3 separate regions of the Mus musculus genome follow, and regions 2 and 3 are each linked to region 1. A link is a contact called in public HiCAR-type and HiChIP or PLAC-seq data. All regions are on one chromosome and are shown on one strand. The core of a region is the stretch at or near the end of the contact, and the rest is flanking DNA. Distances in the headings are between cores, read along the strand shown. Region 1 overlaps Etl4 (enhancer trap locus 4). Region 2 has its middle 100 kb from the start of Gm23970. Region 3 has its middle 71 kb from the start of Gm23970.

Evidence for each region. HiCAR-type assays count read pairs that join an accessible place to other places. HiChIP or PLAC-seq counts read pairs in DNA pulled down with a chosen protein or histone mark.
Region 2: a HiCAR-type map of embryonic stem cells shows a contact between it and region 1, with 7 times the contacts expected there. The contact joins two enhancer-like sites. A contact is called at or near these places in 1 of 484 Hi-C or Micro-C datasets (embryonic stem cells), 5 of 115 datasets of contacts at active chromatin or transcription factors (all in embryonic stem cells) and 1 of 9 other capture datasets (embryonic stem cells).
Region 3: an H3K27ac HiChIP or PLAC-seq map of embryonic stem cells shows a contact between it and region 1, with 18 read pairs. The contact joins two enhancer-like sites. A contact is called at or near these places in 4 of 484 Hi-C or Micro-C datasets (all in embryonic stem cells) and 11 of 115 datasets of contacts at active chromatin or transcription factors (embryonic stem cells and stem cell-derived epiblast-like cells).

What each region holds. Positions count from the first base shown.
Region 1 is chr2:20,668,062-20,671,233 of GRCm38.p6, forward strand. All of the region lies in intron 4 of Etl4 (enhancer trap locus 4), which reads left to right. Among named protein-coding and RNA genes, the nearest start is that of Arhgap21, 300 kb to the right of the region's middle. Within about 2 kb of position 1,745, at least 16 of the 459 cell types and tissues checked have an H3K27ac peak or open chromatin away from gene starts, as enhancers often do. A contact at or near this core is called in embryonic stem cells and stem cell-derived epiblast-like cells, where this site is marked.
Region 2 is chr2:20,175,510-20,178,681 of GRCm38.p6, forward strand. It overlaps a transcript of Etl4 not described here. Among named protein-coding and RNA genes, the nearest start is that of Gm23970, 100 kb to the right of the region's middle. Within about 2 kb of position 1,467, at least 5 of the 459 cell types and tissues checked have an H3K27ac peak or open chromatin away from gene starts, as enhancers often do. A contact at or near this core is called in embryonic stem cells, where this site is marked.
Region 3 is chr2:20,207,895-20,211,066 of GRCm38.p6, forward strand. It overlaps a transcript of Etl4 not described here. Among named protein-coding and RNA genes, the nearest start is that of Gm23970, 71 kb to the right of the region's middle. Within about 2 kb of position 1,712, at least 13 of the 459 cell types and tissues checked have an H3K27ac peak or open chromatin away from gene starts, as enhancers often do. A contact at or near this core is called in embryonic stem cells and stem cell-derived epiblast-like cells, where this site is marked.

The sequences.
Region 1 (3,172 bases), core at 495-2,994:
AGACCTTCATCCTAGCTGCCTGAAATCGAGTCTTCTCCAAGCTGCCTTCAGAACAAGAGGTGGAACTCAGCTCCTCCTGCACCATGCCTGTCTGGATGCTGCCATGCTCCCACCTTGATGATAATGGATTGAACCTGTAAACCAGCCCCAATTAAACGTTGTATTTTGTAAGAGATGCCTTGGTTGTGATGTCTGTATACAGCAGTAAGATCCAAACTAAGACACCCTCTGATAAACATCTTTGTTGATTTCAAGTTTGGATAGTTATAAATAGAATAAAGCTGCTGATGAAAAAGTATAATGTAAAAGCAAAGTTCTAGGCCTTTAGGCCCAGGCTTGAGAATGTGACCTTTGTGACTCAATGTTCCAAGGTATGCTAATCATAAAACAGATTGCTACATTCCTTCACCCACCCGCTTCCTGGGTTCAAGGAGTGTTCATTCAAAGAAAGTCACCCTGACCCACCCTGACCTTTGCTGGAACCCTCTATGCAAATGTGCTATTGTTAGGGGCTCTTAGAAACTGCCTTGAGAAATAACCCGCACAATTACCAGGTATTCCTTGTGACTCTTGTGACTTTGCACTTCCTTGTGACTCTTAACTGGTATTTTTGGTATTTTCCAACAACACCCTCCCCACCTCCTTGAGTTGTGGTTTCTTTCTTTAATACCCCCTTACCGAGCTACTTGGGGTGCCATGGTCCTCTACCCCTGCGTGGTGTATGACGGTGGGTCCGAGAGTGCTCTTGAAATAAAAGTCCTCTTGCAGTTTGCGGCGAGACCATTTCTCGTGAGTGATTTGGGGTGTTGCCCCTCCTGAGTCAGAACGTGGGGGAGTCCTCACGTTGTGGGTCTTTCATTGAGAACATCTGTGTGTAGGCTTCTTTGAATAAATTCCAGATAGCAGGATTATAGATCATATGAGGAGGTTTTTTAATTCGGCTTCATTGTAGATCCCTTTAAGGGTAACTCTTATAGGGTTTATTTTTATGTCTGTATGTACACACACTTGCACCTGAATGCAGATGCCTGCAGAGGCCAGAAGAGTGTCAGATTCCTGGGGCTGAAGCTGTAGATCATTGTGAGTCACCCAGTATGGCTACTGAGAACCACGTCCAAGCCCTCTGCAAGAGCAGGTGTAAGACCCGAAGAGCCTTACATCCAGGATGTCCCACTCACAGAAACACAGAGATGGAGATCGATACAACAAGCTAGAGGTTTATTGATCCAGTGCGCTGGGACTGTCCTGCAACCAGGAATCTCCTAAGCACACACTTTTTATACAGTTTAAGGGTAGACTTAGGTAACAACTTGAGTTGGTTTAAGCCCATTGTTGGCCTATGCTGACCTTTTCATTCCCCCCTTTAGAAATGGTAATTAGCCTCTCCCTTCCGGAGGGGCAATTGTTTCAAGACCTTCCCAAAGTTCCTAAGCAGCATTGATGGCCCCAGGTGAGGTGAAGTCTTAGTCACCAGAAGAGGGAACTAAAACCTTTTTGGTTGTTACCTGCATCTGCCTCTGTAGGTCGGGGCTTCCTTGTAAAGCTTGTTTTGCTGCTTCATTCCGGAAAGGGAGTGTTCAGCACAACCTTTTAGCGGAAGATCCCCAGTGTGCAATTCTAGCAAGGTATTTCAGTGGTCATCTTATGTTCTCTAAGGTCACACACAGGATGCTCCCTTAACTGCTGTGCCATCTCTTCAGCTCCCAGCATGGGCTTTTGCATTAACTCTTGATTTTCAAAAACATGAGATCGAGGCAATGTTGTGGCTGCTAAGGTATTTGTAGAGGCCTTGAGCTCTGCACTAGAGGCTGCTGTGTACCTGTAGCTCCTTGATTTTACAGCACTGCCTCTTCAGATGTTACCCAGGGATGTGAGATGCCATTGCTGTCTGACCCTGGCCACAGAGCCTGGTCCTGGTTACCTTTTTGTAGCTGTGACAAAAAATCATGAACAAAAGCAATTCGTGTAAGGAAGAGTTTATTTTGGCTTGTGGTTCCAGAGGGAGAATCCATAACACCAGAGAGACATGACAGCAGCTGGCCAGAGCAGGAAACTGAGAGATCACATCTCAGTGGCGCACAAGGAGCAGTGTAAACCAGAAATGCAGTGAGACTATAAACTTTCAGATTCCACCCCCAGTGATGTGGACTGGAGGCTCCCTGTCACAGTCCTAAATGATCCATAACCTCCAGAAACAGCTGGAGACCACCTTTCAAATACAGGAGCCCCTGGGTGTTGGGAATGGGCAACACTTTTATGCACACTTCAACAGGCTGAGTGGGGAAACCTATTCTGCATTATACTTCTATATGGAGCATACTTTGTCTTTGTAGTTCTCAGGATGTGCTGTGTGGAGGCTTGGCACCCTGATGGTGGACTCTGAAGTGGACAGACCTCAAACTCCCTCCGCCTTTACACATTTGCCCAGAGATAAACCTGCTGTGTTTATAATTATTCTATGTGAATAATTCTATGTTGCTTCTGAGTATTTCGACAGTGAGAGAGATGTTGAGGGGCTAAGCATGATTTATTCTCCAAGGGACTCTTAGGACATGTATTTGGAGAGGAATTAAAAGCAGTAGGGCATACATAAATGCATGTATGTATGTATATTCGTTGTGTCTGTTCACATAGCCATAAATATAAGCGGTTCTCTGTATTCGCTAGTTCTGAATCCTTTGATATAACCAGCTACAGGCCAGAATTATTACAGGACTGTGGATAATGCTCAGTAGTACAATTCTTGTCCAGCATGTCCAAGACCCTGCCTGGCCCTAACATAAAAGTCTTTGAAAAAAAATAAGTTGAATCTGTGCCACATATGCACAGACTTTCTTTTCCTTGTCACTGTTCCTTAACATATAATAATTACTTAAGTAGATTTTCAGGTTGTGTTAGGTGTTTGGAGGTCAGGGGATTCCACCAGTTTCTACTCAAGGCATTCAAGCACCTCCATCACTAGACTGTGGTGTCTCATGAGATCTTGCCTCTAGTCCACTGTGGATGCTGAGAGACCACTCCTGGCATGAAAGGTATGAACTTATCATTTAAGAGAGCCAGTCCCGAGCTGGGCGTGGTGGCGCAAGCCTTTAATCCCAGCACTTGGGAGGCAGAGGCAGGCGGATTTCTGAGTTCGAGGCCAGCCTGGTCTACAAAGTGAGTTCCAGGACAG
Region 2 (3,172 bases), core at 217-2,716, 490 kb before region 1:
TACAAAAGCACTTTAAAAGATTTTTTTAAAGTGATGATTATAATTTCTTTCTTTTCTCTCTCTCTCTCTCTCTCTCTCTCTCTCTCTCTCTCTCTCTCTTTCTGGTTTTTCAAGGCAGGGTTTCTCTGTATAGCCCTGGCTGTCCTGGAACTCACTTTGTAGACCAGGCTGGCCTCAACCTCAGAAATCCGCCTGCCTCTGCCTCCGAGTGCTGGGATTACAGGCATGTGCCACCAAGCTCGGCTGTTTCCTGTGTTTCTTAAGACTCAGTTTGCATCTGATCAGATGGCAATATTAGAGAGAGTCCCACAGACTTTGGAGAAGAGTATGTCTTCCACAGTGTTTGGCTGGAATGTTCCATAAGTGGCTGTAAAGGCTGCTTGATCTATGGTGTCCTTTAACTCAGAAGTTGTTCTCCTTATATCTTATTGAGCTGAACTCAGAAATCTGCCTGCCTCTGCCTCCAAAGTGCTGGGATTAAAGGCATGCACCACCATGCCCAGCTGATTATAATTTCTTACTCACATATCTTAGACTATATCTAACGGCCAGGAGAAGCTAACTTAGAGATACTTGGCTTCATCTACAGACATTCTTTTTTTTTTCCCTTCTTGCAAAATATTTGCATGCCAGTTGGAACCAAAGTTTTTATTATTTATTTTTTTTAGCTATTTATTTTATTGTGTTAGTGATTCCATACTGGCTATAATTTCCCAAACTAAAAACAAACTGGAGGAAGAAAACTCAGTTAAAGGCAGCATCACATATAGATGTAAATGCCATAAGCTGAATGGAAGCCTGACTGAATGACAATTTCCAAACACACTGTTAGTCCCTAAAAAGGTGCTGGCTGTTGTGACTTCTGCTCAGTGAGCTGCTATGGCAGCGGGGCACCAAAGCAAATAACTCCATTCCTCATTTCTCATGGTGGAATTTTCAGCTTTCTTTGTTGTATACCAGTCCATGGCCTACTTGAACCGGGAACACCTGGGAGGCAGGCTGGGGCTGAAAAAGACTTAGATGGTGAGAGATTAATGGAGACCAAGACACAATTCTGTTCAAGGCCCACCAGTTTACTAAGAGAGTATGCTTATAAGGGGGAAGGCCCATTCCCCACCAGTCCGTTCTTGGTGTCTGGAGCCAGCCTGTAGGTGATGTGCACAACAGGATGTTCCTCTGGAATATCTCAAGGGCCTCTCAGCAGGTAGCAGTGTCTTGGAGAGAGCAGTGGCAGGTGATAGAACAAAAGAGCCATCTAGGTCCGAAGGCTCCACCCTAGGTAATCTCCTTCTTAGTGGCAGCAAGGTCAAAGTCTGGATCAGCCTGCTTCAGGCTAGGGGAGTCTACAATTCCTCCGTGATTATATAATAAAAATAGCTGGGCTGAGGCATAAAATTTCTGCCACTGGAGCTTGCAGGAGGCGAGGCTGGACTCTTGCTGAAATCAGAGTGTGAGGCCTTGACTGACCTGCTTGGAAAACAAAGCCAAGACAGTAAAAAGCAACACGATAAAAGCTTCTTTGTTGAAGCCCAGGTACTTTATTCAGTTGCAAATTAGCAATGATCAAGCTCAGGCTCTGGCCTCCTGTTGTGGGGGAGCTGGCTTTGAGAATTAGCAGAAAGGCTCCAAATTAACTTTGCTAGGTAATTAAGATTTTTAGCTATCTTCAATAGGAATCTCTAATATTGGAATTATTACTAGACCAGTCCAATATTGAGTTAGAAGAACTGGTCACATTGAAAGAAAGAGAAGAATCATTATAACTCTTTCTTATGACTAATCTTTCTAAGTCAGATTCCACGGTCTTTAACGTTCTATGTCCCATAAGATTAAAAAGCTTGAAGCAAGGCACCTTAGCTTGTCCAATCTGGTACAGAGGCAAGCAAAGGTGTGTCAAAACATATACCAAATTCAGCTTTCTTGTCACCATCATCAGGGCACTCAGAGAACTCACAGGTCAGCTTGTCACACGAATCCTTCTGACAGTTGTCATGCTTCTATAGCATTCTGTGGAGAGAACCTAAGCTTTCCCCTTTCCCCAATAGGGTAGCTGTTTAGGATCAAGCCATATGCCAATAAGTAGATCCTTTTCATCTCACCCAGACATGATTATATCTAGTTTTAAGATACTATAAGACATTTATTAAGTTCTTTGATATCCAAATTTCAAAATTCTTAAAATAAAAATATGATTTAAATAATGTACACGGGGATATAATTCCTCCCCTTCTTTGTTTTTTTAAGAAGCTATAGTTTAATACTTTGTCTTTGAGAATTATTAAATTGTTGGCAAAACATCTCAAATACTTGACTGTTATAGTCAGTTTTAATATAACATGGGCAGTGACTAATTACACTTTTCAGTTCTCTTGAAGAGCGGTTGTTACTAGAAAGCTTGAAAAGTTATTAATAGTCACATGTGCATAATTTATTTATTTATTAATCAGAAATAAGAGCATTCATTTGCAGCAATTGATTAAGTAAAGGTCCTCAAGAATTAACACCATTATGTGGAAACAGGTAGAATCTGAGGACACCAAGAACAAATTTTTTTCACATGTACATTCAAAAAAATTTATCAACCTATCTTGAGGATAATGATTATCTATAGTTCCTATAAATCCTATTTGAGCAAGCAACCAATCCGTACTGTTCTTCTTCAGCCAAGTATCTTGTTCTGCGCTGTAAGGCTGAACAATGATATCTGGGTCTTTGCCAAAATAAGTTAGTGCCTGTCTCCTTCCAAGGATGATCATCTGAGCTACTGCTTCATGATATGGCAGGTTAATACGTTTAGGAGAAATCCTCAAATGTATCCACATTAGAGGAGCCTTTTGTCACAACAATCCTGTAGATATATGAATCGTATTAAAAATTAACAGATGTAAAGGCAAAGAGTAATCTATATAAGTGACAAATTGTTCTTCAATGGCTCTTTCCACTAGTTGCAAGGCCAGCAATCCTTCTAAGGTTAAAGATCGAGGGGAGGTAGGATCAGAACTCCCTTTAAGAATATCAAATAAAGGTTTCAGTTCCCCTGTAGTAAGCTTTAAATAGGGGTGAAGCCAATTAATATCACCTAGCAATTTTTGGAAATCATTTAAAGCTTTTAAGTTGTCCCTGCAAATAACTATCTTCTGGGGAAAAACAGCTTGATTTGTAAGTCTAAAAC
Region 3 (3,172 bases), core at 462-2,961, 460 kb before region 1:
GTTCAGTCCATTATCATCAAGGTGGGAGCATGGCAGTATCCAGGCAGGCATGGCGCAGGAGGAGCTGAGAGTTCTATGTCTTCATCCAAAGGCTGCTAGTGGAAGACTGACTTCCAGGCAACTAGGTGAGGATCTTATACCCACACCCACAGTGACACACCCATTCCAACCAGGTCACACCTATTCCAAGAGGCCACACCTTCAGATGGTGCCACTCCCTGGTCCAAGGATATACAAACCATCACAAGTGGCTCATAGATCACTACAGTAACTATGACTTATTGATTTGGGTATGGATTCTTTTGAGAAACAGAGGCTAAACATACAAAGGTTGGGAGGAATTGAAGAAGAGAGAATATTCACATAGTGTTTATTACAGTATATTTTTGTGCATGACTGATACATCAAGATTTATCAGGGGTATATTCATATGAGGGGGAATTTTAGTTCTTATAGGGTTGAGTTCTAGTTGCTGTTGGAAGCACTCACTAGAGTACAGGGACATAGACCCCATGAATAAAGGAGACCTCTGTAGTTGGTACTTTTTAAACTTTTGCTTTACAGATATAAAAGCAGTACTTGGATAACTATGTGTGTTTCTCCAAAGTGTTTGAACCTAAATTAATACTTGAGGTAATGATGAAGCAAAAAGAAATAAATGCAGAAAGTTGCTTAGAATTAATAAATATGAAGATAAAATTAGAGCCATTCATAAGTACTACCCTTGTTTGTGGGTTGTTATAATGATAGGCAAATTAAATACACTCAGAACCTGTTATAAACGATTGGTTGGCTGATTAGCCAGAGCTGTGGGGGTTTATAACATAGGAGCTACAAAGGCATTGTATTAGCATGTCAGCATTGCTTCTGACTGCAGTTATGTTACCCACTCCACATCCTGTGGAGTAGAATCAGCATATTCTCTGTAGAACACTGAGCAGTCCGTTTACGCACATTTTCCCTGTAAGCTGTGTAATGATGTTGATGCTAAAAATAGAATAAAATTCTGGATATTAAGATATCACTTGAACAGACTCAGAGGTCAGCCCCATCGCTGTGGAGCAGAGGAGGTGGTTTCTGATGAGAGTGTCCTGCTTTGGGTTCTGCTTCTAGAGACTCCACATGGCTTCTGGGAACCCAGCCTATGTTCCCTGCTAAGTGGCTACACCTGCACCTAGAGCCAAGCTCTCCTCTCCATGCCTTCATTTCTATTTCCATTGTAAAATTATTGCTCTTGTTTTTAATGTTCACCAAGTTTTAATCCAGCTCTGAAATTCCATGTGTTTTCTGCTAAACAAAAATATTGCATAGTCCCAGTTTTAAGTTCTCTGGGACAAGACAGCCAAAACAAATGTACTCATTTCCAATATTAAAATCTGGTGTAAATATTGATTTTAGGGCAAACCAATGACTGAGAAATCTGTAACCTCTTGGTAGTATTTTTAGCTCAGTGAGGCCCCTGTTAAGGAAATAGGGGAACTAGAGAAAACAAGATTTCTTTTCATATGTAAGGTAAGAGGGAAAGATCAACAAGCAAATGTAGAAAAGCTGTTGTGGATGGGCCAGGTGCTGCCTGTATTTTCATGTTAATTCTGCTTTCCCAGGAGGGGTTTTCTGGAATGAGAAATGAGTCACATACTCAGGTGACTTCTTATGAACGCACACCCCGCACCCCACCCACACCCACACACCCAATGAAGAAAGGGACCAATCACTGAGCCAGGAGGCTGGACTTCCGGGTTGGACAGAGGAAGAGGGTGAGAGGCTTTTTGGACAGGCATAGGAGAGGACAAGATGTAGCTAGTAGTGTCTCCCAGTTTCAGTGGCGTTTCTACCAGGATTAGCCATCAGAGGATTTAGACTTAATATGGTTTACAGGATTAGGATTCTAAGTGTTGCAGATTCCAGAGATTGAGTTACCATTGTTTTTTTTTTTTAACTAAGTTTGTGTGGTGTTTCCTTCACACGAGTGGTTCGACTGGGTTCCAGAGAGAAAGACAAAGCATGGGTTTATCTCATGTGCACCACAAAAGGCCATGGGAGTATTGAAGCATGGGGCTGGTGTGGTAAAGACCCACCAGTGGGAACTTAATGAGCTGGGGGGAGAGATTTTGGAGCTCTGAGTCAGAGAGTCTCCACGAGATAAGAACAGGCTGGCCATTGCTGCCAGTGCATAGCTGTCCAGCCCACCAGGGCAGAGAGTAGCTGGGTGTAGCACCAGAACTTACCATTATTTTTTAATACTTCCCACGACAAAGGTTATGAGTTTATTGCAAAATATGTACTGACTTCAGGGCAATATTAACTGACATCTACATGTCAGAATTGTACAACCTCAGACTACCAAAAAAAAAAAAAAATACATGAGCATTCTGAACTAGTTGATGTCTGCCATCGGGGCCTGTTCTTCCCTTCATCTGCACTTCTAACATGAACTTGCCCTTTAGGCTACAGTAACTGGCACTCTAGATAAACTGATCTTTGGAGTAAAGCTTGTTAGCAACAAGCTGGGTGTCAGTAAGAAACAGTTGGATATATACATAGTAGCAGCATAAAAAAGCAAATTTCAGAACCTAGATCTAAGTAACAGATAAAACTAGGGGGAATAAGAAAAACTTAAAATAATATTTATAGTAATTTTCTATATTGTTAATTATGTATTAAGTTACTTATTCCACTATGTATTTAAGAAGTACATAACATAAAATGGTTTGTTTTTTTCCCTAAGTTTTGGTACTTTGAAAGATGTTCTACAAACATTTTTAAATCACTGTTTAGAAGAACTGAAGCCCAACTGATGGTCAACAAATGTCCAGGCCCCAACAGGGGACAGGGCACACATACATTAAGTCAGTACAAGGTGGTTTGTAAAGGAATTGATTAAAAGGGAGAATGTAACATAGATTTCAGTTTAGAACCAAAGCTGTACTATCCTGAATCCTTTGTCCAACGGGGACACAATCAAGTTTATTGCAATCAGAAACAAGATGGTACAATAAATCCGGCAGCAAAATGACCTTCTGCCAAGGCACATGGCATCTTGCAGTAGGAGTCAGACAAACTCAGACTCTTTTCCTCAGTCCTCCTCCTTTCTCCATTGGCTGAATTCAACCAGAAGCTCTAAGGCTGAGTGTAACATGGAGACACAGGTGATGTTTGGCACACTAATTTT